Regions from separate parts of the Mus musculus genome. Here all the other regions are linked to region 1. A link is a contact called in public Micro-C and promoter capture Hi-C data. All regions are on one chromosome and are shown on one strand. The core of a region is the stretch at or near the end of the contact, and the rest is flanking DNA. Distances in the headings are between cores, read along the strand shown. Region 1 holds the start of Fam117a (family with sequence similarity 117, member A). Region 2 holds the start of Phospho1 (phosphatase, orphan 1). Region 3 holds the start of Col1a1 (collagen, type I, alpha 1). Region 4 holds the start of Phb (prohibitin). Region 5 holds the start of Pdk2 (pyruvate dehydrogenase kinase, isoenzyme 2). Region 6 holds the start of Itga3 (integrin alpha 3).

Region 1 (4,412 bases), core at 1,024-3,523:
TGTTAGTTGGGAAAGTATTTGAAGCTGGAAGTCCTGTGTCTGCCAAAGGATCTTGGGCAAGCAGTTGAGCCACTGTGACCTAACCTCCTGTAGAGGTTCACTAAGACAATCATATTTGCATTTTGTACATTCCATGGCTATAGTGAGAGTTAGATAACACGATGATGTGTAAGCTGCAAAGCACTAGACAGATGTTGGCACACCAGCCAGATACATGTCATTGTAGAAAAAAGTTCATGAAACGTTTTATAAGCATAGAGATCAAGCAAGGCTCAGATCTGGAGTCAGCCTCCAGGGTAACCCCGAGCATGGGGCTTCTTTCCAAAGACTCAGTAAAGAGGGCATAGTAGCCACCTCTCACTTTCAGTCATAATGGATGAATGAAATAGTATGCAAAGTACTTGATATGTATCTGGCATGCAGGAAGGGATTCATTGAATATTAGGGCTATTGCTGTTGGTTTTCTCAGTGAGGCTGTGAGACCCAGGGGTGGAATACGCCTTGATAAAGGCAGAGATCTGAAGTGTATGAGAATGTTGAGCTAATTGAAATTGAGAATTCAATCTGCTTCCCTCATTTCCCTCCATAGCCGGAATCAAACCTAAAGCTTTGAGCATTCCAGGCAGGTATTGGCCCACTGACCTCCATCCCCAGCCATCAGATGTACTTTTTAAAGCTGAGCTAGCCTGAGAATGGCTGAGTTTTAATTCCAACCACCAGGTCTTATTCATCCCTATCAGGCATTTAGTAAGACTGTCGTCCTCATGGAAAAAAAAGAGTACTATTTTCTTCCATCACAAACAATCTATATGTCAGAGCTTGAAGCAAATCGTTCAAACATGAAAGTAGTGTCTTTGCAGAGAAAAATCTTTTCACAGTATGTTCCTTTGCCTCCATGTTCTGTGTTCTGGTCTGATTTTAATATTCAGCCAACTGTTGCATTCCCACTCTGAGCGTTATCTGCTTTCAGTATTGGATCCCAAGGTACTCTCGCAGCACGCACACCCAGTTTACTCCCTTTCCTCTGATTAGTAAGTGTGGCTTCAAGGGAATACCTTTAAAAAAAATACTAAACTCGGTAGAGACTGAAATAGAAAGACAAATCGGTAGCAAGGTCAAAATTAGAATTCATAACTAAATATAAATCTAGAGGGAATTATCCAATTACTTGGATGGTCCCTTCTCACAGACAGTCCAGCGTTAATTGGCTCTGTTTCTTTTCCATATATAGAACAAAGTAGCAAGAGTAATGGATTTTTTTTTTTTGAGATGCATTGTTTTAATAGTATCTTAAATACTGCTTTTTCTTTTTTCCGAAAATGTGTTCACATATACATAGCATATAATTTTCACAGCTTGCCAGTATTCTCTTTGGGGACCATCTGGTCTTTGACTTGTAGGTCAGAGAGCAACTGAGCTGGAAAGACAAAGATTTCCTAGTGGAGTCACTATCAAACTTGATCAGATTTATCATTTACTTTGTTTTGCTAGGTACACTTACAATGGATGGTTCTGAAGGGAAATTCCCAGCTCCCTTTTAAAGGCTCAAGTTAATTTACAGACTAACAGCTGTTTTTATTGAGATTGGACCAGCTTCAGGAAGGGACTTGGAAACGTAGAAGACAAATGAGTGTCATGTGAGGCGAGGTAGCCATTAAATGTACGAATTTAATGCAAAGCTCATGCAAATGATAGGCAAACCTTCTATAAATTTATCGAATCTCAGTTTGGAGTTTGTCAGCTGCAGTGAAATCTCATGAGAATTGAAAACTAATGTTTTTTAGTTAAACTAAATGTAATGGCTTTTGAAGTTAGGCATTCTCAGTCCCATTGAAACTGCTTAGAGTTTGACACTACCACCTTTAAAGATTTCAGTAGTGTTTGATTCCAGTCCACATCCAGCCCCGCCCCCTGCACAGCCTGACATCACATGGCATATATTTGCATACTACCTGGGACTGGGTGTGACGATCCTCCCCTTTGAACCTTCTCATTGGCAGTGCTGAAGAACCAGCCCTCTACTGGAAGGTCCAATCGGCAGCCTTAAGGACATTAAAAAAAAAAAAAAAAAAGAAAAGAAGAAAATCAGGAGGGTGGGGGTCTTGACTTGATGGCTGAGCACATGGACCAATCATCCTCGGAAACAGAAGAGCCCCGCCATGGATTGGTTGAGGGGGAGGTCCTGGGACTCTGTAGGCCAATTAGAACTCTGGGCCGAGGGGGCCGGTCCGCGCCCGTAGGGCAGATAAGTAGCGGCCGCGGGGGTTGGGGGCAGTGTGGGGCTCGCCGTGGGGGTGAGGCGGCAGGTAGCCGGGTGGGCCATGTCCGGGGCCGCAGCGGGCGGCCGAGGCGGAGGTTCCTGGGGGCCGGGGCGCGGAGGGGCGGGGGGTCTCCGGCGGGGCTGCTCTCCACCGGCGCCCGCTGGCTCCCCCCGGGTCGGTCTGCAGCCACTCAGGGCTACGGTCCCCTTCCAGCTGCAGCAGCCTCACCAGCGCCGGGACGGGGGTGGCCGCGCAGGTGAGCCGGGTCCGGAGCGGGTGCTGGGGCGACGGGCTGGAGAGTACTAGAAGTAGATGGGAGGTGAGAGAAGAGAAAAAGGGGCGCTCAGAGTTCGCGAGGGCGGAGGGAGCGAAGGCGAGCAGCTGCGAACCTGCGGTGCAACTCCGGGACGGGGTGCCGGGTGCATGGGCCGGGGACCAGAGGGGAGGGACCTGGCAGATGGAAGCTAGCTTTGGGGGGGCGTAACCGAAAAGTGGTCCGAAGTGTCCGCCCGGGCGGTGTGAGAAGTGCTAGAGTGCGTGCAAGGAGTGTTGTGGGCGTCCGGAGTCGAGGGCTTCACTGGGAGCCAGAACCGGTGGGCGCTGGACGCCTGCTCAGTGAGGGGGAGGGGCATGGAAGAGAGCCGGGTGGAGCCATGTGTTACTTCTCCTGCTTGAGTTTGGCCCCAGCGTCTCTCTCTATGGCTCTCGAGTTCCTTTCTTCACCACTTCACGTGCGCTTTCACATTATGCTTCTTCCAGGAGATGATTTGAACTCAGCCCGTTGGAATAAGTTAGTTTAACGGCTTTTACTTCGGTGCAAACATACCTCTGTTACCGATTTTCTACATTCCTCTCGGGGTAGCCCCGAAGTTGAATGTTCCCATATCTCTGACTTGCTTAACATGGCTGTCTCTTTCCAGTTATTCTGTGCGTGTGTGCTTATGTACAGGAGTTGGGCAGTTTGCATCCTACTTCTTGCCTCCTCCGAAGGTGTTTTGCCCTGAGCATTCCCAGCCAACGTGGCAGTGGAGTGCTTACAATCAAGTATGCTGTGTTAAATACCCCACTTTCTGAACAGCGCCGAAGCAGTTTCTTAATAGCAGCTTGATGTGGTGGGTGTGGGGAAACTAGGGTGGAGCAAATTTAACCTTGCTTTCACACTTAAGGCTGTGATGGGACCCACAATTGCAGGCCCTTTGGAACGGAAAGGGAACCTACTTGCATGAGGAGGTTGGCAGTAAGTTAAAAGTGAAGTTTGCGTTTGATTCACACCAGATGTGAAAGGATCATTGCACACTTCCTAAGTCTAAGTTTGTACCAAATGTACAGAAGCTATGGTCCCTGCCATCCTACTGTGACAGTCCCTACACCAGTCTCTTGTGCTTTCTGCAGATGACTAAGCTTGGACATTGCATATCCTCTTCCTGAAGGTATTCTGTTACAGGAGTCTTGCTAGATAGGAATGGGATTCATCGGGTCTTTGAGGTAGAAAGCCAAGTCTATTTGGACCTCACTGTATGTGCTAGTATCACATTCTGGAACGCAGAACTTGATCAAATCTGGTAGCAAGATGGTGACCAAGTAGTCAAAGTATGTGTAGAATCTGGTGGTATAGAAGAAGGCAATGCCCAGACAAACTCGTGCCTATCGTCAACTATAAAGCAAACCACAAGACTACAAACCTGTTGGTTTTGTTTGGGCTTCCTTGAAACCCAGGGAAGCTAGAGCAGCAAGCACCAGAACCTTCATCACTCTCGGGAGAAATTGACAGAAGCCTTGCCCGTGCAGTAGTTAGAAATTGTTTAGCCATCATTTTAAGAGCAGTTGTTTTGTGATCCCTACAGAGCTAGCATTAGAAGGGAGAACAGTGTGTGTGTGTGTGTGGGGGGGGGCTGTGCAAAGGGGATGAACATAGGCTAGCAAGCTTGGGTTTCATTACATGGCCAACTCCTTTTGCAGGGTCAGGGTCTCTAAAGGTACTGATGAAAACAGGAGAGCAGAGGTCTCTGTAACTTCAGGTGACTTAGAGAGATTGAATGGGTTCCTGCATTATGTATTTGGTTGGCCCATTGTTTCTTCACTTGTTAATATCCCAGACGTATTAAAGAGACATTTGCCTATGAGGTGGGATTATTGTTATGTTTTCAGTAG
Region 2 (4,412 bases), core at 703-3,202, 490 kb after region 1:
GTGAGTGCCACCACCAGAGCCAGCAAAAAACAAACATCTAAGGCCTAGAGGTGTCAGTGTCCAGATTAAATCCTGGGGTCTGGGTCACAGTGTTGAGTAAAACAGACATGGATCGATCGGGTGGTGGTGGCCCAATTCTTTAACTTCAAAACTGGGGAGGCAGAGGCAGGCTGATTTCGGAGTTCAAAGCCAGCCTCATCTACAGAGCGAGGTCTTAGACAGCCAGAGCTCCACAGAGAAACCCTGCCCTTTTGGAAGACAACAACAAAGGCAAACATGGTCTCTGCCCTCAATTTACTTAAAAAAGAGTAAAAGTGACAAGGGAGAGGCGCAGTATGAGGTCATGGGTAAGCAAACTGGGTTGGAACTCCAACGCTACGGTTCATCAACTGGATAGCCCAAGCAAGCTGGGTTAGCTCTTCCCAGTTCGATTTCTTCAGAGCCTCAGTGGCATCATTTTGGAAGGAGAACAAGGATGGGAGCATGGATCCAGACATTCAAATCTTTCCAGCCATCTACCCACTCCCCTCAAGTACACCTAGGGCTGGTTTAAGAAAGGGCATAGTGGCACACATGCCTTTAATCCCAGCGCTCAGAAGGTAGAGGCAGGAACTCGGGAGTAGACCGTCATTCTGGACTATACAGCAAGGCCCATTACTAGCCTGGGCGACAGGAAACTGTCTCAAAGGGGGGGGGGGTCTGGGGGGCATTGGAGGGCCGAGAACAGATACAACACAGATGATGAAGGCTGTGTGAGCCTGTCTTTGAGAAGGGTGTGGAGATGAAACTGCTTCTTTAAGAGGAGGGATTGCAGGGTGTGGGGACTCGGGCCTTTAATCCATCAAATTGGACATGGAAGCAGGAGATTTAGGAGCTCAGGGTCGGGCCTAGAATAGGTAGCAACAAATTATAAGAGACCCACCCTCCCACCCCGACTCAAGATAAAAGGCCCAGGGCCTGAGCACCGCTAGGTAGAGCTAGGTAGAATAAACACCGGTAGCCCTTGGACTTCAGGAAAGAGGTGAAGGGGCGCTGGCGTGTTAGAGAGGGAGCAGGGGCAATGGAGACGTCGCCCTCAAAGATTTGGGCGGGTGGTCCATCGTATCGGCAACTTTTCTGCCAATCTGCCTTCTGCTGGTGGAAGCACGGAGCTCTGGTATTCAAAGCTAGAGGATGATAGGAGAGTTGAAGGTAGACCCAGGCCAGGGTGCACCTCCTCACCCACAGATCCTGTTCTGTGACTGAAGTGAGGTGTCCTTGTGTTCGAACTCTTGGACAAGTCTTTTCTCCTGGGTTCGTCGCACCGGTTCAGAAAGTGCAGGTTTCACCTCCTCTCTTTTAATCGTAATCTAGTGTTCTGAGGGGTGGGAAGGAAGGGAAAGCTCGCCAGAGAGGAAGAGCGGGAACTTGGGAGAAAGCGGGTTTTATTTGCACCACAGTGCTCAAGTGTCGGTTCTCCAACTCCGAGTTTAGGCGGTGCTGGATTGGGAGAGCTTTTCCATCGGCAAGCCCGAGTACCCGGTAATTTGGGGACAGGGTTCCGAGGACTCGGCAGGATGCCGCGACTCCTCCCGGAAGGGCAGAGGGCGAGCTCGGAGCACATGGAGGGAGGGCTGCTTGGCGGGCCGGTCACCCGGCTGTCCCGCGACAAGGAGGGAAGCCGGGCGGTGGAAGGGCTGCCTGCAGAGTCCTGGCGCCGAGCCCAGCAGGAGGCGGGCAGTGTGACACTGACTCACGCACGTGCCCACGCGCACGCAGAGGGTGCCCCGCACCCACGCTCCTCGGACGGGACGCGCCACGCTCCACCCGTCCCGCCCGCCCAGTCTCACGGCCGCTCGCGCGGCCTCCGGGACAGCCCGGAGGCGTGGCTCCCGGGCAGCCCGCCCCTTTGATGTGCGCCGGCGCCACGGTGATTGGCTGGGCGCTTGTGACGTGCGGGGACTGCGGTGGGCCCGGGTGCTGCGGCTGCCGCAGCGCCCGCCGCGGCTCGGGCTCTGGCTCCCCGGCATTTAAAGGGGACGCGGCGGCGGCCCCGAGGATGGGGGGCAGGTGGAAGGGACGGAGCAGAAGCACATCATCCACAGTCCCTCGGGGCTGGAGGGATTCGTGAGCCGGAGCTCAGAAATCCGGGGGTGGATAAGACCGCGTACCCCCCAAATCCCGTAAGCACCCCTTGCTCCATCCTGTCCCTAAATCCCTTAAGTAGCCCCCTTCCCACTACTTCCACTCCAAACTCAGCTGGGACAGACAGCGTGACCGCTGCTGCCCCGCATGAGTCTTGGGCTCCGGGAGGACCGCGATCTAAATGTTGGGGTGGGGGCTGTGTGTAGTTTGAGTGTGTTTCATGTGCTTGGTGGTGGGGTAGTCCCAGGGGCAGAGAACTGAACCCCCTCCTTTCCCAGGTTAATGGTACCCAGTGTCCCTTCATCTCCGGGGACTGTCATAGCTCCCCGCCACCCACAAGTCCTTCCTTCTCCCCGAGCTACGCACCCCCCGCCCGCATTAGAGCGAAGCGCCCGCCAGCTGGGGGTGTGCCAGAGTGCCTGCTTTCCAGTCACCTCTAAAAATATCTCTCCTGCTACCCCACCGGCAGCTGCCATCTCCCTGCCCCTACCCAGTAAGAATCACCTCTGCTTGTCCACCCCAGGCAGGGGACCCCAGAGGTGACGCCTAGTCCCAGATTCCTCACTGGCACCGGGGCGCAGACTAGCTAGGACAGGGAACATACAGAGCCTCCGGAGTTCAGGTAATTTCTTCAAGAGGCAGTAGAGATCCCTGAGTTTTAATCCTATTTCTGATGCTGTGTGATGTAAGCTGGACCTCTCTGCACCCCCTCCCTTGCCCATTACGGGTTAATGAACAAGAAAGGAGTTTGTGAAGTTGCGAGTGTTGGGGGCAGGAATCCTAGCTTAATTGTCAGATCTAATTTCTAGTGATGGGCATACTTATTCTTGAAGCAGAGAGGGCTTGACAGTTTTTAAGTGCTCACCCCCACTCTCAGTCTGCATGTTTCTTGTGGAAAACTCCCCAAACTTTCCTATGGGCTCTACCCTCTCCCCCATTAGGAGAATTTCAAGCTTAGACTTAAGTTAGTGCACACACACACACACACACACACACACCCCTACCCCGACTTCCCACAGATCTAACCTAAAAGTATTTGTATCAAAGGAGCAGGCAGGGGCTGTGATAGGGAATCAGGGCTGCAAACATTGATCTTAGATGAGACTAGAAAAGGACTTCCCTCAGCCCCCAAAAGTTTGCCTCCTGGCTGCTCTAGCATGTGGGAGAAACTCAAAGGTCCTGTCCTGTTCTCCACGGGGACTCTGGTGGTCACACAGAATTTTTTGTTGCTTTGTTTTTCTAGACAGGGTTTCTCTGTGTAGTACCGGCTGTCCTGGAACTCACTCTGTAGACCAAGCTGACCTCTAACTTAGTTTCACCTGCCTCTGCCTCTGCCTCTCTGCCTCTGCCTCTGCCTCTGCCTCTGCCTCTGCCTCTGCCTCTGCCTCTGCCTCTGCCTCTCTGCCTCTCTGCCTCTCTGCCTCTCTGCCTCTCTGCCTCTCTGCCTCTGCCTCTCTGCTTCTGCCTCTGCCTCTCTGCCTCTGCCTCTGCCTCTGCCTCTGCCTCTGCCTCTGCCTCTGCCTCTGCCTCTGCCTCTGCCTCTGCCTCTGCCTCTGCCTCTCTGCTTCTGCCTCTGCCTCTGCCTCTGCCTCTGCCTCTGCCTCTCTGCTTCTGCCTCTGCCTCTCTGCCTCTGCCTCTCTGCCTCTGCCTCTCTGCCTCTGCCTCTGCCTCTGCCTCTCTGCCTCTCTGCCTCTCTGCCTCTCTGCCTCTCTGCCTCTGCCTCTGCCTCTGCCTCTGCCTCTGCCTCTGCCTCTGCTGTGATTAAAGGCAATGCCCTGCACTGCCCAGGACTTATCGCTTATCACCTGTCAGAAGTGAGTGACTTTTTTTTTTAATGGCAGTTGTTTTGAAACAGGAATTTTCATGTAGTTCAGGGTGGCCTCAAACTCAGATTCTCTGCCCCTATCTCCTGCATCACCAGCTGCCAACTGGTCTATGCTATGAAGCCAGAAAATAACTAGGGGTGAATGGGGCAAGGACCAAGTGTCTGTGAGGCTGTGTCAATTTTTGGGAAGAAACCCGGAATACCTGGCCTTCTGCTCTGCAGAGAAAAAGACAAGATTACCAGAGTGGAGGCGCTGGACTTTAATCCCAGTGTTTAGGAGGCAAAGGCAGGAGGATCTAAGTTCAAAGCCAGCCTAGTCTACAGAGAGAATTGCAAGCCAGCCAAGGTTAGGTAGTGAGAGCCTGTCAGCTGTCAGCATTGGGACTGGTATAATTCTTTCAAAGGAAGACAGGCAAGTAGTTAACCCCCTCCAAGAGATGAAAATTAATCTTATCAAGAGTA
Region 3 (4,412 bases), core at 828-3,327, 400 kb before region 1:
CAGGTGAGCCTTGGGGATGCTAGATTGGGAGCAGGGAAAGGGAGCTTTGGATAAGTGCTTTTCTGATACAAAACCCAACAAAGGGTGAGCAGATCACACCGCGCGCGCGCGTGTGTGTGTGTGTGTGTGTGTGTGTGTGTGTGTGTGTGCGCACGCTTCGTGGCATTCTACCCTGGACACAGCCACCTCAAACACCTGTTCCCTCTGAGGTACACCATCCTTGTCCACTGTTGGGGAGTGGGGCATCCTTTGGAACTGACCACAGTGGAAGGCAGGACTTTGGTGAGTTCCGGAACTACCATCTCAGCATCTCAGCCCCAGCCTTGCCCTACAGGCACTGGCATTAGGCGGGGGCAGATCCTGGGCCACAAGTTACTGCCACATGGTTGGGATAATTGATGAAGTCCTGTCCTTCCATTGCTGTCTCCAGCTCTGCTTCTCTGGAAACTCTATATTTTCCCTTTAATTATAGCCCCTGCAGTCTCCCTCCGCCACCCCACCCGCACTGCTCGGCCTAGCTGCCCACGGCCAGCGACGTGGCTCCCTCCCCTTCTGTTCCCTTGGTCTTTTTTTTTTTTCCCTTTGCCTTCGTTGCACAAAACTAGCTCAGGGAGGGCGTGAAGGGGGGGGGGGGAGCAATGGAATCTTGGATGGTTTGGAGGAGGCGGGACTCCCTGCTTCCACGTTTACAGCTCTAAAGAAGCCGGTGGGGGAAGTGATACAGGATGTCTATGGGCCCTGCAAGGAGACCCCAGTGCCTTCCCACACCACCCACACAGTTTGACAAGATGAAGTTCCTAAGCAGATTGGACAGAGCACCTTTGCAGGGTGCAGGGAGCACCGGGGAAGAACGGACACTGTCTTTTAGCGACAACTTTAAATATAAGCTGCTGTTCTTGGGGGACTACAGATGACCCTTTCCTGACGGCAGAGGTGGGGAGCAATGGCCAAGATTTTCAGCAAAGAAGTGAGGACATGGGAAGAAACCATTAAATAAAGTCCCTCAGCTACCAAACACAAGTTTCTGCCACACACTGAGTTCACCTAGGTGTCCCCAGACCACATCCAAGTACAATTAGAAAAGAGGGCTCTCTGTAGCTTTGAGAACACCCCTCTATGGCCAAGTACCTTCTACCTGTTCATTCTGCATTGATATTGCTACATAAGAGGGCCTCTAACAAATCTCTGGCTGTGGCCACAGCTGACACAAGACCTTTTTCTAAAACATCCCTGGTCACAGGCTTCCTGCAACAAACTCACATCCCAGTGCTGGGATGGAGGAGGTCAGAGAAGAATTTATACAACATGCCCCAGGCCCCAGCTTTGAGGACCCAGAAAGCCCCCTGCCCACACTGCTGCTCATCACTTAATGCATAAGCATTCTTCTGGAAGGACAAGGATGTCAAAGGTCTCCCCAAGCCTCAGCCTCAGAGCTGTTATTTATTAGAAAGGTGTGTCTGGCATGGCAGAACAGATAGGCACCCCCTTCCTTTCAAACCACCACATATCTGACTCTTAGTATCTGTGAAGAGATGTATAACTGTTCACAAATATTCCTACCCTCCATTCCTGGGTCCACACCATGAGGTGATCCCCTCCCTCCAACAGGCACATCTGCTTAGCTGATAGGTTCTAATCAGATTAATCTAACTTATTCCTTAGTTCTTCCCCAGGATGCCTGAAAGATTACTAGGCATGGCCAGGAGGACCTTTTCCCAATTATTCCTGACACTGATCCCTTTGTAGTGTTTCCCAACTCAGATTCTCAGTTCTACATCCTTCTGATTTGAAGTCCCAGAAAGAAAGTACAAGGGGTATTCTCTACCCACACTCAGTATACTGAGGGCCCAGCCACACTCCAGTGACAGCACCTCTGGCCCATGTAGATCTGGGGGGCAAGGGCGGCAGAGTTGCGGGAGGGGGGGCGCTGGGTGGACTCCTTTCCCTTCCTTTCCCTCCTCCCCCCTCTTCGTTCCAAATTGGGGGCCGGGCCAGGCAGTTCTGATTGGCTGGGGGCCGGGCTGCTGGCTCCCCCTCTCCGAGAGGCAGGGTTCCTCCCAGCTCTCCATCAAGATGGTATAAAAGGGGCCCAGGCCAGTCGTCGGAGCAGACGGGAGTTTCTCCTCGGGACGGAGCAGGAGGCACGCGGAGTGAGGCCACGCATGAGCCGAAGCTAACCCCCCACCCCAGCCGCAAAGAGTCTACATGTCTAGGGTCTAGACATGTTCAGCTTTGTGGACCTCCGGCTCCTGCTCCTCTTAGGGGCCACTGCCCTCCTGACGCATGGCCAAGAAGACAGTAAGTTCCAAACTCTGGGGAGTTTACTACAGCTTCTTGGTATTGCGTTCTGTATAGAGGGGTCCTAGCAGATAAGACTTAAATGGAGGTGCAGGGCTGCTCCAGAGGCAGGGATGGGACGGTGATGGAGAGGAAACGGGATGAGAGAGGTCACCCTGTTGAGCAGATGAGGGGGAGCAGTTCTCAGAAGTGGAGCCTTGCATGAGATGGCCCAGGAAGAAATTTCAAGCACCCATCTGTAGCACAACAGGAAAAGTGGGAATCTGGACACGGGTTGGGGCAGAGTACGTCGAAAATGAAATAAGGCCTCTGGAATAGAGATTCGGAGCTCAAGATGTAAAAGCTATCAAAAAGGCTGCGGGATGATTCATAAGGAAAGATTGTTTGCCCTCTCTGCAGGCTAGACAGTGTTGCTGGGGCCTCCGGGGTGCTGGGCTCTCGGGGGGGGGGGAGGGGACGCACGGAGAGGGCGGGTTGCTGGATGAGAAAGTTTGGCTAGGACTTGACTGGGCGCGGTCCCTGTGCCTCCTGCTGGCCAGCCGAGAGCACTACGAGTCCTGGTACAGCACTTTACAGCGCACAGGCTGAGAAGGAAAACCTGGGTTATTGCGGACCCTCATCTCCAGACTAGGAAAATAAAAGCAGGGATGGATGGGGTAGCTCTGGTCTTTGAAAGAAGTGACCCAGGCCGAGTAAAAGTCGGTCCGCCCCTGCATTGCTTAGTTTTGCCCGCCACCTAGTGGTTGCCTTGATCAGGTCCTGGAGCGGTGGGCGTGGTTAACTCATCATTACTATTTGTAGACTTGACTTCTTTGGCTAAGGAGATTCCAAAGCACTACTGGCTTTGAAGGACCCGGCTTGTCTAGTTAGCAAGTTTTCAAGATTCCTGGGAGCTGGAAATTGGGATGTATCTAACTTTAGGGATACATTTTACTACACTGGACAGGGCTCCACTGAAATCAGCCCCTCCACATTGTAGCCCCGCCCATTCCGCCCCACCTGCCCCGGGAAAGGAGGTGGGACCAGGGCTGAATTTCCCCTTCTCTCCTCCCACCCCCGCCTCCTGTCTCCGCGCAAACCACGTCCCACGAGCCCCCACCTACTGCGTAGGAGCCCTCCTACTCTCCTTCAGCAGGCTTTTTTATTTCATTTGGTTCCCGCGCGCGTGGGCTGAAGTTGTTTGGAAGAAACCCCAGTCTAGAGCTTTGTTTAAATTCCTGAGAACTGGGACGTTATAGTCCTGGCCAGGCGCCCTGGTGCTGTCACTGAACGTCGCCGATATGGAGCAGACCTGCATTTAAGGATTTGAGGGAAGAATATAGGGAGTGGGGGGAAAGATTCAGGAAGTGGGAAGTCTCCGTGCGCCTCTTAGACAGGGCAAAGAGTGAGTAAGGCTGGGATCCCTGGTGCTCCGGGGTAAGGTCTCTGACCCGCACACATCCTGTGTCTCTTCCCATTTGCTCAGTCCCTGAAGTCAGCTGCATACACAATGGCCTAAGGGTCCCCAATGGTGAGACGTGGAAACCCGAGGTATGCTTGATCTGTATCTGCCACAATGGCACGGCTGTGTGCGATGACGTGCAATGCAATGAAGAACTGGACTGTCCCAACCCCCAAAGACGGGAGGGCGAGTGCTGTGCTTTCTGCCCGGAAGAATACGGTACGGTTCTGGTCCTAGGGTTAAGGGAGGTTGGAGTCCCTCCCTCGCCTATGTCTTGAAAGCCTATAACACCCCCAGGTACCTTAGTAAATTTACTTCTAACTGAACGTTTTTCTCCCCAGTATCACCAAACTCAGAAGATGTAGGAGTCGAGGTAATAATCTGCTCCCTACTTTCCTCCCACCCGTCCACGACCCCCACTGTCCTCCAATAAACTGCAGTTTTCTTTGCTTCTCTTAACGGCCTTTTGTTTCTTCATCCTCAACCCCACAGGGACCCAAGGGAGACCCTGGCCCCCAAGGCCCAAGGGTAAGCATCGTATTCTAAATGAGCTGGGAAACTGGAGGGGGCGTGGCTCTGATTTGTGCTCATAGCAGCCCCCTCCGTCTCTTGGTGCAGGGACCCGTTGGCCCCCCTGGACGAGATGGCATCCCTGGACAGCCTGGACTTCCTG
Region 4 (4,412 bases), core at 1,371-3,870, 330 kb after region 1:
AAATGAAGTTTCAGACAGTTGCTCTGTACGTGCTGGGAGCTGAGCCTGAGTCCTCTGGAAGAGCAGCCAATGCTCTTACCCCTAAGTAATCTCTCCAGCCCATGAATGTATTTAAAAAACCAAATATAAAAACCTCCTTTTCTCATTTCCACATGGAAATGTAAAAATGGAGCTGAAAAAGACAACTTATTATTAATAAATACTCAGTGTTTATCAAATAGGTGTAATGCCAAATATCTTTAAGCAAACATTAATTTTCCATACATTCTGAATTTGTTGTTCTTGTTGTTGTTGTTTTTGTTTTTGAAAACAGGGTTTCTCTGTATAGCCCTGGCTGTCCTTGAACTCACTTTGTAGACCAGGCTGGCCTTGAACTCAGAAATTCTGCCTCTGCCTCCTGAGTGCTGGGATTAAAGGCGTGTGCCACCATGCCCGGCTTATATTCTGAATTTTTTATGGTTTGTGTGTGTGTGTGTGTGTGTGTGTGTGTGTGCCACACCACATGTGTGTTGGTGCTCCAGAGGGGAGAAGAGGGCATTGGATCCCCTGGAACTGGAGTCACAGGTCTCTGAGAGTCACCTGCCATGTGCTGGAAACCAGGCTTAGGTTCTCAGGAAGAGCACCACTGATTTTAACAGCCAACCAGCCACCTCTCCAGCCCTCTGCCCATTTTGAATATTTTATAAGTACTGTTTTGTTTTACAGTGCTGAGGTTGGAACTGAAGACCTAGCGCACTGTAGGCAAGTGTTCTGCCTCAGCAATTTCACTTGCTGTGCCCTCCTTCTCTTCCTTTGTGAAGCCAACAACCCTTGCAAACACTAAGTTTCAAAATCTGTGGTTCACCTATTTAATCGTTTATTAGGAGGGAAAGCTCTTCGTATGTTGATTGATTCTTGCCCATTTGAGTTATGTAACATCATTCACACTTTTTTTTTTTGGTTTTTCGAGACCTTTCTCTGTGTGTCGTCCTGGCTGTCTTGGAACTCACTCTGTAGACCAGGCTGGCCTCAAACTCAGAAATCTACCTGCCTCTGCCTCCCAAGTGCTGGGATTAAAGGCATGCACCACCACTGCCCGGCCATCACACTTTTTTTTTTCTAACAAAATGTATTTGTTTTATTAATTTTAAGTATTTCACTTATATTCACCACCTTATTTACCCTCCCCAGGCCCTTCCAGTCTCTCTTCCACCCCAATAGTCTTCCTTGTGTCTTCACATTCTCTCTCTCTCTCCCTCTCTCCCTCTCTCTCTCTCTCTCAGATGCCACCTGCTTCTGCCTCCTGGGTGCTGGGATTGAAGTCGTGCACCACTGCACCTAGCTTGCTTTCATGTTCGTTCGTTCGTTTTCTTTCTTCCTTTCTTTTAAATGTATATCTGGCTTCTTATATTTTAATAAGAAATAAATACCGATTGCAAATTTAAAATTGCATTTTATCTTTTAAATAAAAGTTAAGCTAAGAATAAGGAGCAGGTCTTTCTTAGAAGTCCAATGCACTATCCATTGCGCCACAGTGCCAGGGGTTTTCATGTTCTTTACAGATATTCTCAGGAGAGTTTGTATTTCGGGAGCAACAAGCCCAAAAAAATAAACTACTTCATTTTAGATTTGTGTCATGGAGAGGAATGCTATAAAAGTCACTATTTGCTTAATTGGCAAAATTGGAATGCAGACATGGATAATATTTACTTAAGTAAAAGGATAGTAGCCGGGCGTGGTGGCGGACGCTTTAATCCCAGCACTTGGGAGCCAGAGGCAGGCGGATTTCTGAATTCGAGGCCAGCCTGGTCTATAGAGTGAGTTCCAGGACAGCTAGGGCTACACAGAGAAACCCTGTCTCGAAAACAAACAAACAAACAAAAACAAAAAACAAAACAAAACAAAAAGTAAGAGGATAGATATCCTTGATCTTAGAGAATAGTAGGAGAAAGAGAAAAGTGGAGGGAGGCGAGGAGATGGAACAAAAACAACAACAAATACGCAAATTGTTGACAACAGGTGAACTTGAGAAGCCATACACATGATCTCCGTCCCTTTTTTGCAATTCCTCGAATATAACTTGGAAAAAAAGATGCCCAGAGATTTAGACCCTAAATCAAGAGCCTTTACTGAAGTATTGCAAGACCTGAATGACCGACTCCCTTCCTCTTCTTTCTAAGCCGTTTTTAAGGTTATGGAGTGGCTTGGAAGATCAACATCTTACGTCCCTGAGGGCTGTCCTTAACTTCCCTAGCAGTCTCTCAGTGCATGAATTATTTTACCTCACCTTTATCCAAAATGCCCACCCATTCCTTCACCACCTTGTGATTTCCTCTACCAAGTGGAAGCCCAACTCCTTTCCGATCCAGTCTGCTTCCGGCTTCTGGAACCACCTCCTTGAGGAATAGGCACGTGCATATATTACCAAGGAACTACAACTCCCGAAAGGCTTTGCGGCAACATCCCATCCGTTCTCACCAGTCAGAAACGGGTTTCCTGAAAGAGCCCGTTGCTGCATGATCTTTTGGGAGTTGTAGTTGACCTCATTAAAGCCACAGAGCCCGCGGAAGACTGCAAAACACGTTTCCCAGAATGCACGTCGCTCGGCTTCACCAATTGAAGGGTCGGATCTTGAAGAGGCGGGGGTCGGGGGGGGGGGAGGAGCTGCCTGGCGCACGCGCAGTATCCGGAGCTGGGGAATTCATGTGGAGGTCAGAGTGAAAGCAGGTAAGCGTGGTAGGAGCGGTAGAGGCCTCTGGTCCTATGTCCCTGTAGCCTGCCTCTGCTTTCCTATGTACAATGAGGGCATGGGATGCATGTGTGGGTACGCCTAGTGGAGAAGGGGGAAATCTCGGTCCAGAAGGAGTTAGGAATGTGCAAGGGGAGGGGACAGGATGAGGAAAAATCCAGAAGCTGGTGGAGTAAAAAGAGCTGGATGTCAGAGACAGAGGATAAATGTGCATGGAGAAATCCCGATACACAAGCAGTTGAAGTCTGAGAAAGGGGAGGGCGAGTTTGAGGATTGTACCAAGGGTGACGCAGGGGCGGGACATTAAAAAGTTCAAGGCTAACTGGTTTCTAGTTTGTCAGCTACGTGCCCCCACCCGTCCCGCCGCAGCCCCACCTCCAGTCCTTCACCGCTCTGCCTCGCTGCACCCCTGCCAGCCCCTGCTTTCCTATTAACTGGTATGGGGAGGAGTTCTACAATGTCTTCTAGAATTCGGTCTTCTCATTCTAACCCTGGTTCTACTACTTAAGAGTATAACCTCTCTATGCACTTCAGCAGTCATAACCTTCATAAAGTAACTGAAGGTTAAACAAGGCTGTCGGAGACCGTGTAACTTAAATGTTAACAGAAATTGCCCTTTTTGTTGTTGGCTTCAGCCGTGTAGCACCGGTCTCGCTTGTGGCCTATTGGTCTAGGAAAAGGGAGTGTGGTTTTTCTGTGTACTAAGTTCCTCGTGGGTACAAAGCACCGTTCCTACGCTGAGCCAAGTGTCGCAGACTCTTTCTCTGAATGGTTGTAAAGAAACACGTCCACAAACGCAGACATGATCTACAGTTTGCAAGGTGGTCAGTGTTATGGGGCGTTCAGTGAGTGAGTTTGGGCCCACAGGTGTAGACATATGAAAATGTATGTTGAGACATGAACTCTGTGCCTCAGAGCGGGCTTTCTCTGAGAATCTGGTGTCAAAGTGTTTTATGTTTACCCCGTGTTTAGGTGTGAGTGGAAGCAACAGAAGGAGTCATGGCTGCCAAAGTGTTTGAGTCCATTGGAAAGTTCGGCCTGGCGTTGGCAGTTGCAGGAGGCGTGGTGAACTCTGCTTTGTATAATGGTGAGGCGCGGAAGAGCTTTCTGCATAGTTTCTGTTGATCTGCATAGCCCATGTGTCATTCCTTTTAAAAAAAAAAAAAGATTTATTTATTTTATTTATATGAGTACACTGTCGCTGTCTTCAGACCCACCAGCAGAGGGCATTGAATCCCATTACAGATGGTTGTGAGCCACCATGTGGTTGCTGGGAATTGAAATCAGGACCTCTGGAAGAGCAGTCAGTGCTCTTAACCGCTTTGCCATCTCTACAGCCCATTTGACATTCCTGATGCTAGCTGCTGTCTGAAGGTGTGTGAGGTTAAGGGGGACTCACCTGCTACCCCACATACTGGTTGTGAGTCATCAGAGGCCTATGATCACTTAGGCAGGGGTTCTCAGCCTTCTGATGCTTGGAACATTTAGTAGTTTCTCACTATTGTGGTGATACACCTCCACCACCATACAGTTCTTTTCCTTGCTGATTTATAACTGTGATTTGCTACTTTTATGAATCGTAAATTTTGTTTTCCGATGGTCATAGGCAGCCCCTGTAATAGGGTCTTTTAACATCCCCCCTCATAGGGTTCTGACCCACAGGTTGAAAGCCACTAACTTAGAG
Region 5 (4,412 bases), core at 679-3,178, 300 kb before region 1:
CCTGCCGGAGGAAAGTGAATGACGTCTTCTCGCAGGCATTGCTGGATCCTGAGGATGACAGAGGGGTCGGTCAATCAATAGCTGCAAACCATGGGGACAGTCACCCATGTGGAAACTGGGCAGGCTGAAATGACCATGGGACCTATCTGTGGCACACAGCAAGGTAGCCCTCCTAGCCTTGCGATGCTTGAGTTTTCCCCAGACATCCTACCACGTGGATGTCAATTTAGGAACAGAGTGTATCACCCACTGACCCTCAGTGAAAACCCTGTTTGTTAACCAGGGAAACAAGATGTTCCCGGGGCTGACTCTGAACTGTTCTGGCGTGATTCACCTCACTTTCCTTTCCATCTCTCTAGGTGGGCACTCATCACAGGGGGCTAGCCCAGGGTGCAGAGGCACCTAAGAAATCCTTTTCTCCATGGGGTGCTAGGACTAGGTTCCCAGGACTGTAGGAACTCAGCATTATCCCTGAGGCAGGCCATCTCATCTAGGCTGAGGAGACAGATGAATGCCAATGTAGAATTGGCCATGTTAATGACCATCTGTGAGGCAAATGGGGACCTTGGTCCAGGGTCAAGATTAACAGGCAGTAGAGGAATGAGCTGTGTCAGCTAGAGACAGGAGACCTAGGATCAACAGCAGGCGATGCTTCTGTAACTTACTGTATATCATCAGCAGTTTTCCCCAGATAGGTGGACCGAACTACGGCCAAGTCCCTTCTAGCTGTGGCATTCATTTGGCGGGGACTTGGAGTGGGCCCTGGAGGATTTCCTACACAAGCAAAGCTCACAACTCCAACTGAACAGGGAGTAACAAGGCATATCCTGGAAAACAGGTGCCCAAGTCCTGTCGGCCATCTTCCTGTCCTCCTGCCTGTGACACAGCCAACTCTTGAGAGACCTGGGTCCACTCCCTACACCAGCTGGCACCAGGGAATACCTTGCAGACAGATGGGGGCCACACAACGTCTCCATCCTCCACTCCGCAAAGCTTTCTCCTGCCCCAAAGCCACCTCCACCCTCAGAACACCGAGTGGGTGATCTTCAGAAACCCAGGGGTAGCCATAGGAGGGTGAAAGCCACCTGACTACCTCATGGTAAGTTGGGCTCTGCCCAGCTAGGAACCGCTGCCAGGTCAGAACAGATTTGATCTTCAAGTGTCCTTGCCCAGTGGGCAGCTGCAGTGGGTGGAGGCTCACCAGTCAGGGGAGTTCCCCTGTTAGCACCTCCTACTTCAAGGGGCCCCCTTCCCACCTGCCCTGGCTTTTCTCCCTTGCTCTGTTCAGAAGTACCCCGCCCTTCGTGCACAGCACAGGTCTTCCAGATGGCTGAATCTCCTTAGCACTCCAACAGCACGTCTCCTGTTTACTCTTGGCTGCCCACTCTCAGTGGCCGGGATCTCCCACTAACTCTATCATGTCTGGATAGGGTCCTATGCCCTCACTGTCTCTTACTCTCCACGATCCCTCGCAACGCTTTCTCCGCGCCCCCATTCTTAGTTAACTGTGAAGGGGGCACTCTTAACTCTTTGTGGGCAGCCAGGTTGGCCTCGCCGTTTACCCATTCCTGTCCATACTCTTCCAAGCCAACCCTCCTACCACCCAGGACCTCTTCCTCCGATGTTAACCTCTCATTGCCAGGGTCTCCTTCCCCGCGCCCACAGCCCCCGGTGCCCGCCTACGCCGACTCCGTACCGAAGTCTAGAAACTGCTTCATGGACAACGGGGACGGGGAGAACTTGCTGAAGTGCTCGATGTACTTGGGTGCCCCTGCCAGGGACGCATTCTTCAACAGCGCCCGGACCCAGCGCATGGCGACGGCGCCTGCGGCTCGGGCTTGGATCTCGCTGCTGTCCCGGGGCTGGAGGCGCTGGCACCGGCCGTCAGCTCGGCCCAGCTTAGCCGGGAGACGGGCTTCGGCCGCCTCCTCCCTACCCTTGCCCTGGCGATGCCTCCAACGCCTAGCCAATCGGCTTGTCCCGGCGCCCCGACGTCGCCAATGGGCGCGCACAAACAACTCTGGGAGAACCAATAGCCTTGCGCTTCGACACGTGGCTCTCCTCGAGGCCCACCTCCTTAACCGTGAAGGTGCTGGAGACGGCCTGTTGTTTTCCTGGGCTGTGCTCAAGTCCCGCCTCCTGTCGCCAACTACACTTCTTGGGGGCCAGCCCCGAGTTAACCCTTTCTTCCCCAGAGTCCCGCTAACCCTTCGTTTGACGTTCTACTTTCCCTGGTTCTTTCCCCTGTCTCCTTCTTTAAAACCTCCCTTCCCTGCCCTGTCCCTTTCCTAAAGGCACCTGTTTGACCTGACAACCTGCTTACCTGCTCTGCTATAGGGGCTCACAGTGGTTTCTCACTCCTATGATGGACCCAGAATGAACACTTGCAAAATCCGAAACCAGTATGCGAGCTTATACTAAGCTATCCTATATGCGTGCAACCCGCTGACTTCCATAAATATCCAAAAAGCCCAAGAAAAGGTCTCTCTCTCTCTCTCTCTCTCTCTTTCGAAAAAGATCCGATATCAGGGTGGGAATGTAGCTCAGAAGGCATGGCACTTGCTCAGTATGCATGAAGCCCTGTATTGATCTCTGGTACTTGGAAAACAACAACAAAAACAGCCAGAGCCAAACCCCCTTAGGACTGGCAGAGGCGGGAGCAGGAGCTATGGTCAGTGCTAATTTTAGTTAAGTTCCATTTTATTATTACCTCGCTCATTTGACTGAGCATAAAACCTTGCGCGTCTTGCACAACCACCTAAGAAGGTAACCTTCTGTGCACCTAACCCGAGACGAGCAACTGTCTGTGCCGCTGGCTTCCTTATTGCGAGTCCCCAGGAGCTAAGGCATCTTAGTGGTTAGCGGCTTGGGAGCCCAGCCCAGTCTTCCTAGCAGTTCCCTGCCTCTTCCCTGAGAAATGTCATGCGCCCTCTTTTGGTAAAACTTGGTATGTGCCCCACTCTCTGGGCCTTCCTAGGTTCATTACTATTGATTATCCAGTGGTTTCCCGGCCTTTACTATGGCCCTGTGAAGCACAGACAGGATTGAGGTTTGGCCTTTAGGAAGTCCTGGTGCTCCTCTTGGAGGCTGAGGCAGGAGGAGATCTGTCCAAGGCCCACCTGAGGCAGTGTGAGTTTAAGTCCAGCCTGGGTAATTTAGTAAGATCTTTTCTCCAAAAGGTAGAGAAGGTGGGTTTGAGCTGGTAGTAACTCAGTAATAGAGTGTTTTCCTAGAATATGCAAGACTATGGGTTTGATCCTCAACCCCCCCACCCCACACACACACACACTGCAAGTTATAACAGTTTAACTGTAGCCAACACAAAACAAGAGTTCACCTTGGAAAGCGTAATGCTGTGGGCCAGGCACTGCTTGCTGGATTATTATATCGTTTCCTCCATTTTATAGGCAGGAAAACAGAATTAGCAAGCATTCTCAACTACAAATCTGGCCTGGTTGGTTCCAACACACAGAGCCTTTTCACTTGAAAAAAAAAAAAGTATCGGTGTATACCTTTAATCCCAGGCAGAGGCAGGAGGATCTCAGAGTCTAAGGCCAGTCTGGTCTACAGAATGAGTTCCAGGACAGCCAGGGCTACACAGAGAAACCCTGTCTTTAAAAAAAAAAACAAAAAACAAAACAAAAAAAAACCCAAAAAAAATTTTTTAAAGGATCTATTTATAATCTGTATGTGTGTGCACCCAAGTGAGTTTTTGCATACCACAGCACATAGGTGTCTGTGGGGCTGGAGGGCATCTGCTTGCCTGGAATTGGAGTTACAGGCGGTTACGAAGCTGGTGTAGATGCTGGGAACGCAGCCCAGGGCCTGTGCAAAAGCACACACAGTAAGTACTCTTAACTGCTGAGCCATTTCTCCTGGTCCACCTTTCCACCTCTTACTGGAGCCTTTCCAGTTATCCCAGTATCCACTTTGGCTCCATTCCTTAGCTTCATCTTTTCAGATTGCCAGGCTCAACAACTCCCAACTCCATCTACCTGCCGCCTTGCCCCAGCCTCTAATCTTTAAACCACTGACAATGCTATCTCTTTTTACTTGGAGAGGTGGTGGGGTGGGGGTGGGGTTCTGGATCGTTCTTCTCAACCTCCTGTACCTATTCTTCAGGTCTTGGCTGCTTAGCCATGTCCTTTTGCTGAGCTCCTGGGCTGGGCTGGGCTCCCTACGTGCCTCTCCTGATCTTAGGATGACATGAGAGCTTCTCACAAAGTGGGCTAACTGCTGATTCGTGGGTCTTCCCCACTGGACTTTAGTTTAAGGAGGACACGGGTTGTGTCTGACCTAGTCGTTGCTTTATTTGCAGTGCTGAACACACAGCCTGGCATGTAGTAGAGCAGACAGACAGAAGAAAGGAAGTGAGGTTGGCAGAGAGGCTTCAGGTCTGTGAGGGAGGATCG
Region 6 (4,412 bases), core at 629-3,128, 260 kb before region 1:
GGAAGGGTGTGGTGGATCCACCTTCTTCTGCAGGGGCCAGGTAGGGTAGAGACTAAGTCCAGGTGGGCAGTACGGACAAGGGCTGGGCCAGCAGGACAGAGGCAAAGACTGACGTTGAGTTGGACTTTGAACATTCCAAACTTCCTCAAGTTTCTACAGGCCCCAGTCAGAGCAGGGAGAGGTTTCAACACTTTTTACCTTGACTGTGTCTTCTGATTTAGGAACTGTCAGAGGCCGGGCAGGAGTAAATGCCTGGCAGACCACCCAGCTCAAAAAGGTAGGAGGGGCTTATATGATGGATCATCACTGTCCCTCCTGGGCAGTTTCACCACCTCTGGTCACCCTCTTCCCTCAGCTAGCCAACCTAAGCACACAGAACCTATGCAGAGAAACCTCAGACACCTGGACATGACCCGTTGGGCATGAGTGTGCTCAGGGAGGGGCAGGTGGCTGGATGCAATCTCCTCCCCTCCTCCACTCTGCTGGGCTCTTCCCGCTTCTTGCAGCTGTTGCAAAGAGCAGAAGAAAAGAGAAAACACCATTCCCCTCTTCAAACCAAAACAAACACACTCAGGGCTGCTGATTCAACATGAATCTGTGGAATGCAGGGAGATGTCTGGTGGGAGTACCCCCACTGCTTCCGGGTGGGCTCTGGCCTCAGAGTAGAAGACAGCGCCTCCTCTGTCTTCTACTGTCCGTTCCTCTAGGGGCAAGAGGAAGTCTCTGGACAGCTCCGAATGCCCAGCCTCTTCATCACCTCACTCTGCAATGCCAAGCCCTTGAGAAGTGTGGTCCAGCCTGGTTCTGCAGAGGGCGTGGCTGCTCTGGCCACAGGCTAAATGAGAGGGCTAATAGGGATTTGAACGCATATATTCTCGGTTCTCTTCAAGGAGGAGGGGAAGAGCGATGTAATAGGTGTTTAATATACAGAGTTCTCCTAGCCCGGGAAAGAAGCTAATGTTAGGTACTGGATTCTCAGGGTGCTGGGCAACAAAGACCCTACTTCCGAAGATGTCTGAAATGTGGAGCGGTCGCGTCTAGACAGGTTCTGGCCAGGTCAGCACTTGCCATGATTACTGCCCCCCTCCCCCCACCCCCTTCCTCCACTTGCCGCCAAGCCCCACAATCGGAGAACTGCCGTCTTACCCGCCCTCTTAATCCTGGCTCACAAGGAAAGGCCAGCAGCAGCAGGCCTGGAAGTCAGCGGGCCCAGGGCTCCAGTTTAGCTTAGGTCAGGTATCCGCGCACATACCCCTCTCTCTGCACCCCACCTCACCGCCGCCAGGCTGACTTACAGGTAGCGCTGTTGTCGCTCAGTCTGCCGATGGAGGGCGACCGAGTAGCCGAAGAGGCTACCGGGGTTCACCGCCTCCTTCACCACCAGGAATCGGGTGTCCAGGTTGAAGGCGAAGGCGACCCGGCCGCAAGCCGCCACCATCAAGGCCAGAGCGCGGAGCAGCCAGCCAGGGGCGCGGGGCACGCGGCAGGGGCCGGGGCCCATGGCTGCGGGCCGGGCCGTAAGGGGCCGGGCGAAATCGCTAGAGGGCTCAGCACCGGGAGTGATGAACGGTTCACCTGCTCCAGGCGCCACCAGAGGACACCCGAGCCCGCAGAGCCGCTGCACCGGTAGTCAGGCAATTTTTTACCCTAGTCCGGGTCACTTTCACGTCTGCTCCGGGTGCTTTTCCAATCCGTTTTCCAGATCCGTGGATCTACTCTCACGTTGGTTCGGTGGACGGGTCACCGTTCCGAGCTCCGAGCACCCCACACCCTAGATGGTCCCGGCCGCGCCCCCTTGGAGGTGTTAGCTCTTTGGACCTCGGCTAGGTGGAGGATTTAGAACGGCAAGCCCTCGATCACCAGGAGGGCAGGAGGGAGGGATCCTCCCCAGCGCGCCCCGCCTCCCCACCGCCCAGCCCCGCACCTCCCCACCTTGCGCGCCCAGTCCGGGCTCCGCTTTCCTTCCGGGGAAAGAGAAAAGGTCCCCGCTCGGCCGCCGCCTCTTAAAGGGGCAGCGCCGCCCCTCCCTCTCCATCTCTCCTATCGCGACTCCGCCCTCTCTCTCAGACACCTGTCGGGAACCCTTAAAGCCCGGATTTCCCCTTCCAGCGGAGAGCTTCTTCCTAGGAGCGTCGCCTTCGGTACAAGACGGATTGGACGGGCGGGGCCAGAGGTGGATTTGCTTGGCGCTTGCGGCGGCTGCTACTGGAAAGGCCGTTCAAGGCACCGCCAGCACCGCGATCCCCGCTGGACAAACCAGGCGTTGGCTCTTCGGAGAACGGTCGACTGTGTTCGGCTGCCTGGAATGCGGACCTCCGCAGTGATGTGAGTCCCTAAGAGGTGACTGCGGGTCTCCGGACTTAACTTCTTCGTGCTAAGTACACTCAATGTTATGTATGAAGGAGTATTTCTCCTGCCCACCCGCCTCCTCTCATCCTGTTCCCTGCTGGAAGCGGCTCCTCCGCAAAGCCAGACAGATATTTAGTGGTGGTGATGACAACCCATCAGAAATAATAATTAGCAAAGGGCAGCCTTTGTCTCGAAGCAGTGAATGGGACCTCAGCCCCCACAGGTGTGATGCTGGGTGGAGACAGGTGGGCTTGACTCAAAGATCTCACTATCCGAGGAAGAATTAGGGAACTCCAAGAGTGTATGGAATGTTGTTTTGGTCTAACTCAGATTTCCCCTAATGCAGAACAAGACTCATTTTCCCTGAGCATCGTTTTCTACATGTTTTTATAATTAAATAAGAACAGCACATGCAGCAGGCACTATGCTAACTGCTTTACAAATACTACTTTTTCAAGGCAATATACATGTATACAAGTATATATGTGTATACACACACATCTACACAACCACCAGTCTAAGGAAAAGGGAAAGCAGAAAATGAGCCCATCCAATGGGATTCTGCTCCGGTGTTTGAGGAACCAGCTCATTCTGTGTCTGATTCCCTATCTAGACATTGTGACCTTAGAAGGTACAATCATTTCCTCACAGCTGATCTTATCTCTTACACTCAAAGGTGCAGCCCTTAGAGACCAGGATGTCCTTTTGCTCATGACAATTACTGACAGTTTGTCGTTGCCACCACTATGTAAACCCAGGTCTGTACCTGTCTCTCTATTTACATATGGGAGCAGAGCTGTCTCTTCATCAGACACAGCCCTGGAGGGACCAGGGGGAGCAAGCAGCTTTCCCTGCATAAAGTAAGTTTGAGATCTTTGCAGCCCCATGTGGCCACATTGATGCAGGAGCAGCCCAGATGAGCCTGGAGTTAAATAGAAAGATGAGAAAGCAGAGGTGAGCCACCGGAAGGCGCGGGTCTACGATTATGAAATCCTTACACCAGTCATCAGGGAATTAGCTCTGCTTTTAAGATGAGAACACCAAGGCTCAAGGAAGTTACGCTATTCGGCTAAAGCCACAAAGCTAAGATTCTAATAGTGCGGTATCTAACCCCAGAACCCTTCTTAACCATTATGCTAATGATTAACCCTTAGGACAAATCAGATTTTGTTGAGACTTGGTGTGACCGGAGCCTCTCCTATGGGAGTGTCCTCTTCCATTACTTTCTACTTCCCTTTTGGCCTGGCAAATTCTAGATGCCCCGCCTAACTGGTTAAAATGGTAACTGCTAAACAATCTATCTTCCTTTAGCTTTGCAAATACCAGAAGATCTGATGACCTTTCTAGCCTTGTTCCTCTGTCTTTGCGTACAAACCAATGCATATTTACTACCCGGCTGTTTAGCTCCCGATAAGAAGCTTGTCTGCTTTAGGAATGGAACCGGTCCCAAGAGATAAAGTAGATTGTAGTGTTCTGGGCAGAGGGGGGAAAACAACAAACATACCAAAACCCCCAGAGATGTAAGCCATAGGCAGCAAAGACCACTCCCTCAGCCTATAGAACATGCTTCAGTCTGCATATGGAAGTCAGGACAACCTCATGGGCTAGGTGATTCTTCCACTTTTACATGCTTTCTGAGGTCAAACTCAGGTCATCAGCCTTGTACAGCAAGCACTTTATATGCTGAGGCATCTTGCCAGCCTGGTATGACTTCTGCCATGTAGCTCAGGCCAGCCTCAGAATATTGGCTACTGAGGAGCGAGCATCCTTAACCAGGTAAAGTTAGGAGCGTGGCTTTAGGATCTGCCCAGACTCCCACCTTGCTCCCATCCCCCAGCTACGGGCCTAGGCTGAGCAGTTTCCTGTCTTCTCCATGGGGAAAGTGGGGGTTAACGTGCAGGCCTCTGAAGCTTGGCGTCGTCACATCTTACAAATCATTTAATGTCCAGACTCGCGTCATCTTTCTGGGTGCCCTCTGAAAGTCAGGACTGCCGACCTTGTTTGCCTCGTGAGGGAGCAGCACTTCAGGAGTATACCTGGATGTCCAAAGTCACACAGCTCAT

The links. Promoter capture Hi-C pulls out the DNA fragments that hold promoters and counts their contacts. Hi-C and Micro-C count contacts between places; a contact is called where the count stands out from the background. Capture Hi-C pulls out chosen DNA fragments and counts their contacts.
Region 2: a promoter capture Hi-C map of adipose tissue shows a contact between it and region 1. The contact joins the promoter of Phospho1 here to the promoter of Fam117a in region 1. A contact is called at or near these places in 5 of 39 promoter capture datasets (erythroid cells, liver, neutrophils and 1 more), 1 of 484 Hi-C or Micro-C datasets (pre-B cells), 1 of 115 datasets of contacts at active chromatin or transcription factors (memory CD8 T cells) and 2 of 9 other capture datasets (adipose tissue and liver).
Region 3: a promoter capture Hi-C map of adipose tissue shows a contact between it and region 1. The contact joins the promoter of Col1a1 here to the promoter of Fam117a in region 1. A contact is called at or near these places in 1 of 39 promoter capture datasets (liver), 1 of 115 datasets of contacts at active chromatin or transcription factors (pancreatic cancer cells) and 1 of 9 other capture datasets (adipose tissue).
Region 4: a Micro-C map of embryonic stem cells shows a contact between it and region 1, with 4 times the contacts expected there. The contact joins the promoter of Phb here to the promoter of Fam117a in region 1. A contact is called at or near these places in 2 of 39 promoter capture datasets (both in liver), 3 of 484 Hi-C or Micro-C datasets (B cells, cerebral cortex and embryonic stem cells), 2 of 115 datasets of contacts at active chromatin or transcription factors (astrocytes and bone marrow-derived macrophages) and 3 of 9 other capture datasets (adipose tissue, liver and pancreatic islet).
Region 5: a contact with region 1 is called in a promoter capture Hi-C map of liver. The contact joins the promoter of Pdk2 here to the promoter of Fam117a in region 1. A contact is called at or near these places in 5 of 39 promoter capture datasets (hippocampal neurons, liver, pre-B cells and 1 more) and 2 of 9 other capture datasets (adipose tissue and liver).
Region 6: a contact with region 1 is called in a promoter capture Hi-C map of liver, with 2.4 times the contacts expected there. The contact joins the promoter of Itga3 here to the promoter of Fam117a in region 1. A contact is called at or near these places in 5 of 39 promoter capture datasets (embryonic stem cells, liver, stem cell-derived epiblast-like cells and 1 more), 2 of 115 datasets of contacts at active chromatin or transcription factors (embryonic stem cells and extraembryonic endoderm stem cells) and 1 of 9 other capture datasets (pancreatic islet).

What each region holds. Positions count from the first base shown.
Region 1 is chr11:95,334,745-95,339,156 of GRCm38.p6, forward strand. Fam117a (family with sequence similarity 117, member A) reads left to right here and starts at 2,274. Exons shown (of 8, transcript NM_172543.4): 1 at 2,274-2,517. The coding sequence starts at 2,322.
Region 2 is chr11:95,822,548-95,826,959 of GRCm38.p6, forward strand. Phospho1 (phosphatase, orphan 1) reads left to right here and starts at 1,953. Exons shown (of 3, transcript NM_153104.3): 1 at 1,953-2,162. It overlaps Gm38958 (predicted gene, 38958), which reads right to left and starts at 1,864. Exons shown (of 1, transcript NR_164195.1): 1 at 1,408-1,864.
Region 3 is chr11:94,934,147-94,938,558 of GRCm38.p6, forward strand. It overlaps Col1a1 (collagen, type I, alpha 1), which reads left to right and starts at 2,078. Exons shown (of 51, transcript NM_007742.4): 1 at 2,078-2,298; 2 at 3,764-3,958; 3 at 4,081-4,112; 4 at 4,232-4,267; 5 at 4,358-4,412. The coding sequence starts at 2,223. Gm46293 (a long non-coding RNA gene) reads right to left here and starts at 470. Exons shown (of 3, transcript XR_001780299.1): 1 at 1-470.
Region 4 is chr11:95,664,337-95,668,748 of GRCm38.p6, forward strand. Phb (prohibitin) reads left to right here and starts at 2,621. Exons shown (of 7, transcript NM_008831.4): 1 at 2,621-2,706; 2 at 3,701-3,815. The coding sequence starts at 3,728.
Region 5 is chr11:95,039,443-95,043,854 of GRCm38.p6, forward strand. Pdk2 (pyruvate dehydrogenase kinase, isoenzyme 2) reads right to left here and starts at 1,929. Exons shown (of 11, transcript NM_133667.2): 1 at 1,697-1,929; 2 at 1-48. The coding sequence starts at 1,814.
Region 6 is chr11:95,074,836-95,079,247 of GRCm38.p6, forward strand. Itga3 (integrin alpha 3) reads right to left here and starts at 1,879. Exons shown (of 26, transcript NM_013565.3): 1 at 1,296-1,879. The coding sequence starts at 1,501.